Linked DNA regions of Sus scrofa: region 1 is linked to region 2. Evidence: chromatin contacts called from public Hi-C data. All regions are on one chromosome and are shown on one strand. The core of a region is the stretch at or near the end of the contact, and the rest is flanking DNA. Distances in the headings are between cores, read along the strand shown.

Region 1 (4,656 bases), core at 958-3,457, 130 kb before region 2:
GTCTTCTGGGAGAAGGTGCAGTGGCCAAAGAAATCAACACGCAGTCATGCTGTCTGCCCTTGCCTCTTCCATTTTCGCCCTGTTCCGCTAGCTTTATTCCTCTGGGTTATTTAGCTGTGGCTCGCAGCCACAGCAACGCCAGATCCAAGCCACATCCACTTGCAGCAAGGCTGGATCCTCAACTCACGGAGCAGGGCCAGGGATTGAACCTGCAACCTCATGAATATTTGCTGTGTTCTTTTTTTTTTTTTTTTGTCTTTTTGCTATTTCTTGGGCCGCTCCCGCGGCATATGGAGGTTCCCAGGCTAGGGGTCGAATCGGAGCTGTAGCCACCAGCCTACGCCAGAGCCACAGCAACGCGAGATCCGAGCCGCGTCTGCAACCTACACCACAGCTTGCGGCAACGCCGGATCGTTAACCCACTGAGCAAGGGCAGGGACCGAACCCGCAACCTCATGGTTCCTAGTCGGATTCGTTAACCACTGCGCCACGACGGGAACTCCTATTTGCTGTGTTCTTAACCTGCTGAGCCACGACAGGACCTCTGGAGTAATATATATATTTAGCTGTTATCGATGCCAATGACACCTGCTTAACAACATGAAGGTACTTGCTAACCTGGCATTATAAATAGTCCTTTGCTTTGAGGGACCTCTGGAAAGGGAGTGTCCTTGAGCTGGTGGGAAGTGGGGAAGATGGTGACAGTGTCTCCATGGACTCTCACCTCCATGCTGCAGCTTATAGCCTGGATCCCACGGCTGGCTGGTCAGCACAAGTTGCAGATGGGTAAAAGCACATTTGTTCATATTCAGAATCTACACTTTAAAAGGGACCTCAGAGAACACCTAATTCAAAACTCACCTAACGCCCCTGCAGTAGTCCCCTAAAGTGCACATATAAATTGACTAAGTGCCATTCCCCTTCCTAACATCAAGGTTCAATCCATTTTCCTTTCACTTAAGAGCAGTATTAATACTATCTCTTAAGCACGTCGATGTACGAGAGCTGTACCAAGGAGCTCACATGCATTGCTGCTAGTGCTCCCAACAACAGTGGCCTGAGGGGATTATTATGCATATTTTACAGATGGGGAACATGGTGCAAGGTCACACAGCTAGGAGGGGTGGATCCAATCTGGCTAAATCCAACACTTAGGCTGCTTCCTCAACACCATGCATAATGCTTGTTTCATATTTGCATATTTTAAAGCATCTCTTAAACAGGTCTCAGGGTACCCGTTCATGCTTTCTAGTGCTCTCAGGATGAACTGTGACCATACCCTATTTTAAAAAACAAAAAACAAAACAAAAAAAACAGCTGCACTTGGCAGTATATGGAATTTCCTGGTGTAGGGGTCAAATAGGAGCCACGTCTGCAAACTACGCTGTAGCCACAGCCACTTTGCTGGATCCTTAACCCCACTGAGTGAGGTCAGGGATTGAATCGGCATCCTCACGAACACTATGTCGGGTTCTTAACTCACTGAGCCACAGTGGGAACTCCCTGTGACTGTATCTTTATAAAAAGTATATATAGATCAAACTAAAAATTTTAGTCCCCAGAAAAAGGCATACAATATTCCAAAGGAGATGTGAGCAAGGCAAAAAGACTTCCTTGAGTCTTTTAGCAATAAAACTTATTCTTATGCAATAGCAGTAGCATATTCGTTAAGATACAGATTTTTTTGGTAGGTTTAACTTCTGGTTTCAATGCTGATGAGCTGGACTCTGGGCTTTTGATTTCCCAGATTATTATTTTTCTTACTTGTAACGTGGGGATTATGATAATGCTGCTGCTGTTGCCAATGTCCACGCTTTAGAATTGTTGTGAGAACTGACATGATACATGTGAAGAACTTAGTATGATGTTACCACTATGTTCAATAAATGGTAAGTATAGGTGTTATTATTTCTTTATTTGTAGTAGACCAAAATCCTTGTGACTTCTGTCAAATCAGACTTCCTCTGTACCATGTTTATAAGTTTGAATGTTAGACATACATATGTACGAAAGGTTTAAAAATCCTTATTAAATTTCATCTAGCCAATATACTCCACCTTGACTGTTATTTGTCATTTGATATATTGTAATGCTTCCCAGTTTTGTGTCACCTGAACACTGGCAAACATCTTTTCAGGATTTCATCCACATTGTTGCTAAAAGTGTCACCTGAACATTGGCAAGCATGTTTTCGATAGTTCATCCAAATTATTGCACAATGCAATCTACGTTTGTTCCCAGTTAACTTAGACGGTTCTCTCTTTGTTCCCATTTAGTTAATAACACTCAGGATCCCGCGCCTGTTCAGCAGTTACATGTGAAATTTTCCCTGTGCTTTTCTGTCTATATCATACACTTGTTATATCCCTTCGTGATCCCTTGAGTTTTAAGCTGCTTCTGACCTATACATAGCAGAATTTATTAATTAAATTCTAGAATGGAAACCAGGACACCTGGGGCTTATCGCTAGCCTTTCCATCCGTGTCCTTCAAGCTCTCTGCAGCCCCATGTGTATACTTTTAACATTGTGCAAATATTTGTCCTTTCCCTTCTTTCAGTACTATGGTGGAGATGAAATTTAAAAAAAAAATGATAAGAGAACATTGTGTTCTTCAGAAAAATGACAGCATATCATTTACGGAGAAATTCTTCATCTAGTCACTATCAAATCAGGTGAACAACTAAACTGATAAACCCCTGAGCAGCGATGCAGATGACACCTAGCCTGTGTTCGATCACCTGCTTCATAGACCTATACTCACAGCCTCAATGTACACATAACGTCTAACAAGCTTGGTTCTTTCATTTCCTAGTCCACAACTCAGTACAGGAGGCAGGTAAATGAAAAGTAGTGAGGTAGGTGAATTGAAAGCACCAAAAGTAGGCAAATTGAAAGTAGAAAGAAACAAGTAATCAATTTAAAAGAAAAAAGAGAGAAAAAATTTGTATAAATTAGAACCCCCAGAAGTAAAAAAGTCTGGGAGGTCCTATTGCGGCTTAGTGGTTAACAAATCTGACTAGGAACCATGAGGTTGCAGGTTCGATCCCTGGCCTTACTCAGTGGGTTAAGGATCTGGCATTGCCATGAGCCGTGGTGTAGGTCACAGACACGGCTCAGATCCCGAGTTGCTGTGGCCGTGGCCGTGGCCGCCAGCTGTAGCACTGATTAGGCCCCTAGCCTGGGAACATGCATATGCCGCAGGTGAGACCCTAGGGAAGCCAAAAAAAAAAGTCTGACGCCATTAAGTAAAGGGGACAAGGAGCTTTGAACAGCTAACTAGGTTCCAAGGGCATCACAAGATTATAATCTAATACTATAAGTGATGTTCAAAATGATCACTAATTCTTGTGTTGGGTCTCTGTATTTTCATGTATTCAGCTTTCATTCTTTCCTCTTTTGGAAGCATCACTCTGGTTTCCCTTTGGAAAACTACTCTTCCCAAGCTGTACTCAGTTCCAGTGGAATCGTCCTATAAGACGGCTTCTCCTCTCCAGGTAAGGCTGAACATATCATCCAGGCCAAGCCAGTCTAGCTGCTTTCTTGCAGGAATTAGGATGTTGAGCAAGGTGACTCAAAGATAGTGCGGCTGCTTTATTCTGGCAGTGGTACCCTGAGTAGAAGCTCCATTCTTCCCCTCCACATAGATCACAGCTTCCTTGGAGTTGCATGGTCCCTGATCTCTTCAAGGTTGGTTGTCCAGCTTTACTTTAACCTAGGGTACTACTCTAAAACATCCTCCCAAAATACTTTGCTTGCTTAAGTTAGCCTAAAGGTTTTTTTTTTGCCTTTTCTAGGGCCGCTCTTGTGGCATATGGAGGTTCCCAGTCTAGGGGTCCAATCGGAGCCGTAGCCGTCGGCCTCCGCCAGAGCCACAGCAACGGGGGATCTGAGCTGCATCTTCAACCTACACCACAGCTCACGGCAATGCCAGATCCCCAACCCACTGAGCAAGGCCAGGGATCGAACCTGCAACCTCATGGTTCCTAGTCGGATTCGTTAACCGCTGCGCCATGACGGGAACTCCCTAAATGGACATTTTTTAGTTGTGGTCAAAATACTTTGAGCATTCAGCAAATATCTGCATCTTTTTTTGTGTGATGTGTTGTACCAAGTTCTGGGAGGAAGCAGTCCCAGTGCTTGTGGAATCTTCTGGTCCAGTAGCCCATATATGTGGTCTAATAGCCCACGTGTGGAATGAAAAGAAGAGTTGCCTTTGCTAACAGTTAGCCCTTTAACCTTGTCTTTGACCGTGAATTTCTCCTGCCTAGGAAATCCAGTATCCGACTGCTAACCATATCCTTTCCTCATCCTTATCTATACCCCATTCTTTTTTCTAGGTCCAGATCAAACAGCTTATTCACCATTAAGCATCTTACAGTGACAATAGTGATGGTAACTAAACCTCTATTAGGAGGATGCCAATTTCTTCACTGGGATTACATCATTTATATGTCACAATGCACTATGAGGTATTTATATATGACTGTAGTAAGCTAATCATGGGAAATTCAGGAAGATTTTTAAAAATGTATAATTTACTTTAAAATACTAAATTCAATATGCTCAGAATTATTGAGCTCTTTTTGCCTATAGAATCTAAAGTATAAGGTAGGAAGGAAATAGTCTTACATCTATATATCAGAAGTGTCCGTAAA
Region 2 (4,157 bases), core at 1,018-3,517:
TTTCTCTTTGTAATTTAAAAATAAGAATGTTTAAAAAGTTTTTAAACAGCATAAAAATAAAAATTTTAAACAAAGGTTGAATTCTTGTCATGGGAAAATGTTATTGCAATGACTCAAGAACCTTGCTTTTCTTCTAACTCAAATCTCACAGTGTTTAAAAGTCTAGCCAATTAGTTTTTTTTTTTTTACCTTTTTCTTCAGCATTTTTGTATAATCTATTATTTTCTTCCTCTAAATCCAAACCATCTATTATACAGGGGGTCTGACCCTGCTTCTTTGCTGTCTACATTCTATTTCTACAAGCATGTACTCAACTTAACAACCTGCCTTAAGGGTGTTAAATCTAAACCCAAATGGATTTTTTTTCTTGTGATTCAAAGACTATGCTAGAGTCCTCACCCTAGTTCTCCAAAGAAGCCGATGAGCAACCAAAGCTCCCAGAACACCATCCTCATGGATCCTAAGCAGAGCATCCCTGAAATTGCTAGAATGGCTTGCAGAAGCATGAAAGAGCTGATGCAGTTTTGAGTTAGAAGTTCTGTTGAGAAATGCACATGACTGGGCTTGGAAGTGTGTATTTCAGTCCCCTAAAATATGACTTCTTGTTCTTAATATCTATATATGTGCCCTTGGAATTATAAGGAGCCAGAAGAAAGGATAAATTCATCAACTCAAAGCTATCACAACAAATAGAAAAAGCAAAACAACATGATTCTCCTGCCTACTTGTGTTTGGGATGTCGTCTCATCTTCCATTGTGTTCTAGAATGTTGAAGGAGGACCAAAAAAGTTAGGGTCCTCCCTCTGCTATCATTAACTGTGCAGCTTTAAGCATTGATTACGTTGTCTATACAAAGGGAGCCATGTGAGCTTGACAGTTTTTTTCTTTTTCTGAACGGAAAAAAATCATGATAAATGTTCTGTCATTCTACTCCTCTTCACTATTTCAGCTCTTTTTTAATTTTTAAATGTTTGTCTTCAGAGCTCTACTCTTTTACTCTTTCTTGTTCCGAACTCTCTAATACTGCTGTTGCTCCTCCACTTCTTTTTTATTTTTCCAGCACTTTGTTCTTCTCTCCTTTTACTTATCCTGTTAGTCCTCTATAGTTTTTCCTTTTCTAGGATCCTTAAGGTTGTTCTTAGGGTGATGTTAAGGAGTGCATTAAGGAAATGGAAGAGGCCCCCTAGGTTCAAAATTTTATCTTTTCCTAAAAACATGCATAGGTATAGTATAACACAGGAATTTATTATAATCAAGCACCCCTGTCTGACAGAACAGCTTTTTGAAATCTTTTATCTTTTGCTTTCTGAGTGATTTTTTTTTTTATTTTGCTTTCTTATTTTGTTTTATTTTATCTGAACAGAGAACGGACATTCTTTGAAGTCTAATCATGATCACTGCAGATGAATCCAATCTACCAACTTGCCATCATTCTATAGAGTATTAGAAGATTTTTACATTTCGAAGAAGGGGAGACAATGTAAACAAATTTGGTGGGATTCTTGAGAACTAAAATGTGGTGGATTATGTTGATTTAGAACTTAAAATAGATGGGTGAATTTGAGGTCCAAACTATAGGTCTGAATCCAATTCAGTTTGGATGTATGATTACTTTTCAAGTCATCTGAAGTCTAAATAGTAATATTTAGGAGATCTGGCTTTTGCTTTGTCATTTGCCTGGTCATGAAACATTAAAAATTATAACTGTTGCTCTTACCACATATCTATTAGATATCATCAAACATCTAACAGACAATGTTCTAACTGGATGAGAACGGCAACTTCTGACACATTGCAAGTACAATGGCTCTAAATATAGAACGCAGTAAAAGTGTTTATGTTTTATGTCCAAAATTTTCCACTTTATATTCTTTTATGTACACTTTAGCCTATAAACTGACTGATTTGAGTATTCTTTTGAATGTCTTGTAGCTTTTATATATTTCTAATTTTGATTATTATAGGAATTTTTGTTTTTGATAGCCTTGAAAATGACTTAAGTCCTGATGTCCATTTCAGTTTAAAGAAAGCCGGAAGTTACTGTTTGTTCTGGTCAAAGGCCAGTAGAAGTTACAGTTCATATCAGGATGACCTGACATATGCCAGTCAGATTGACCAGATCAGAAAATACATCAGCCTCCAATATAGCCTCCTTGTGAAATTTTTGACCAGATTTACTCTGAACCACCCAAAGTTTCTGGCAGGCAGGGAAATGGGCAGTGATGCAAAAACGGAGACTCTCTGGAGCTTTTAGAAATAGTTCATGGCAAACACAGGACTTTACTCCCTGAGCAAAAGGCCACCTGCTGTTTCTGTGAACTTGTGTGTTATGTTGCTCACATTCAAAATAAACCAAAGCCTCTGTTTGATGAACCCATATGATAGTCAAATTTAGGCTATGGAATGGAGTACTTACATTTAGATTTCATGCATAGTTTGACTCGAATGTTTAAAAAAACAACTAAAAATCAGGAAGAATGTGCCTTCCCCCCCTTCATTGACTTTTAATAGATGTCATTGGAATGTAAAATCTAAGTGTGAAAAATATGAAAGGATATTCTTTAATTCCTGTCAGCTGAATACATATTTAATATGCTTCCAGACTGTTCTAAAATAGTTGAAACTTAGAGGCATATAGTGGCTGAAATGATTTTTTAATAAATATACTTTTAAAAGTTTGTGACCCACTGATAAAATATGCCTTGATATAATATAGACGTATGACTTCTTATTAATTATTAGTGAAATCTCTCATCAAGTGCATTTGAAGACATGCACATTATTTGGCATCAGTGATCAGTTGACAATTATGAAGTTTTAAAGGGCATGAAATATACCAAATGTCATTTGAAGAACATGTGTTCGACTGCATGCTATGGTCTCTCTGTGTGTATTTTTTTAATTTTCATATTGAAAGCATGCAATTCCTTTATATGGAGATCTTAATTTCTAGGTTCATTAAATTTTAAGAAATTTAATACACAATAGTAGTAACATTTAAAAAAACCAAAATGATAGATTGATGCCAGTTGACTAGGGTATTTAGCTGTTGACTAAAGGTTTCGTGGGTATGTAATCCCACCAATCTAGCCAAAAAAAAAAAAAAATCAAGAAAATATTTGAAAGAACTTATAAATCTAATTATAGATTTCTGTCAGAAAGAAAATAGGCACAGGGACACTTTTCGTATATTTTGTCCATAGAATAATAGAAGAGGTTGTGTTAATAAAGTGTTTGTTATTATGCAGTATTTTAATATCTGTACAAGTCTATTCCATTATAAAGCATCTGGCATATTTATTCCTTTATGATTATAATCACCACTATATTTCATTTAAGAGTTCAAAGCTGTGTTAAGTGAATTGTGTTTTTATGTGGAATATATTTGCCATTATGAAGAATAGTTGGTTATATTGTTATTTCAAACAATTAATTAGAATTTATTCTGTCAGTTTAAAATCATAAAATTCAAAAATTTAATTCTATGTATAACATATAAATAGAAATTTCTAATGCACGTCATTCAGTTGTGTTAATTTTTCAATGTGATGTGTCCACAGCATTCTTTATTTTGCATTTCTTTTTTCAATATGTTTACATTGTATGAGTTGAGCTTTTGCACACAAATTCTTGCCTTGTAGCTGCTTGGCAGGATTTTTCATTGTAATGTAACCACCTTTCTTATAAAAAAGTATGATGTGTATTTATTTTGTGTCTTTGTCTTCATTCCACATGTCATATAGTTTGTATTTTTATATGAAGTTATTTACAAGGAAAAGTCTTGAAAAGTTTGTGATCATCCCTTTCATTTTCATTGTTTTCAACAAATAGGTATTTAGTTCTTTTTTCCTGACAATCGTAAACAGGTTCTTAGTGTGACATAAGGCAGATAAGTCCTTAACAGTCAGTCACATATAGTTTACCTTCATATCATATGTCATGGAATAGTTATTTTAGCTATAGCTGTTTTGCTCATTTGATTTTATATCAATTCATTTTTTTTAATTTGAGGCTTAAAATTTCAGTTTGTGTGGGAGTTCCTATCATGGCTCAGCAGTTAACGAACCCGACTTGTAGCAATGAGGACGTGGGTTCGATCCCTGGCCTTGCTCAGTGGGTTAAGGATCTGGCGTTGCTGTGAGCTGTGGTGTAGGTCA

The links. Hi-C and Micro-C count contacts between places; a contact is called where the count stands out from the background.
Region 1: a Hi-C map of liver shows a contact between it and region 2, with 2.4 times the contacts expected there. The contact joins two enhancer-like sites. A contact is called at or near these places in 1 of 5 promoter capture datasets (liver) and 4 of 47 Hi-C or Micro-C datasets (all in liver).

Annotation. Positions count from the first base shown.
Region 1 is chr6:146,938,967-146,943,622 of Sscrofa11.1, reverse strand. No RefSeq gene overlaps it. Among named protein-coding and RNA genes, the nearest start is that of LEPROT, 46 kb to the left of the region's middle. Within about 2 kb of position 2,207, at least 2 of the 83 cell types and tissues checked have an H3K27ac peak or open chromatin away from gene starts, as enhancers often do. A contact at or near this core is called in liver, where this site is marked.
Region 2 is chr6:146,805,176-146,809,332 of Sscrofa11.1, reverse strand. All of the region lies in intron 17 of LEPR (leptin receptor), which reads left to right. Among named protein-coding and RNA genes, the nearest start is that of LEPR, 60 kb to the left of the region's middle. Within about 2 kb of position 2,267, at least 2 of the 83 cell types and tissues checked have an H3K27ac peak or open chromatin away from gene starts, as enhancers often do. A contact at or near this core is called in liver, where this site is marked.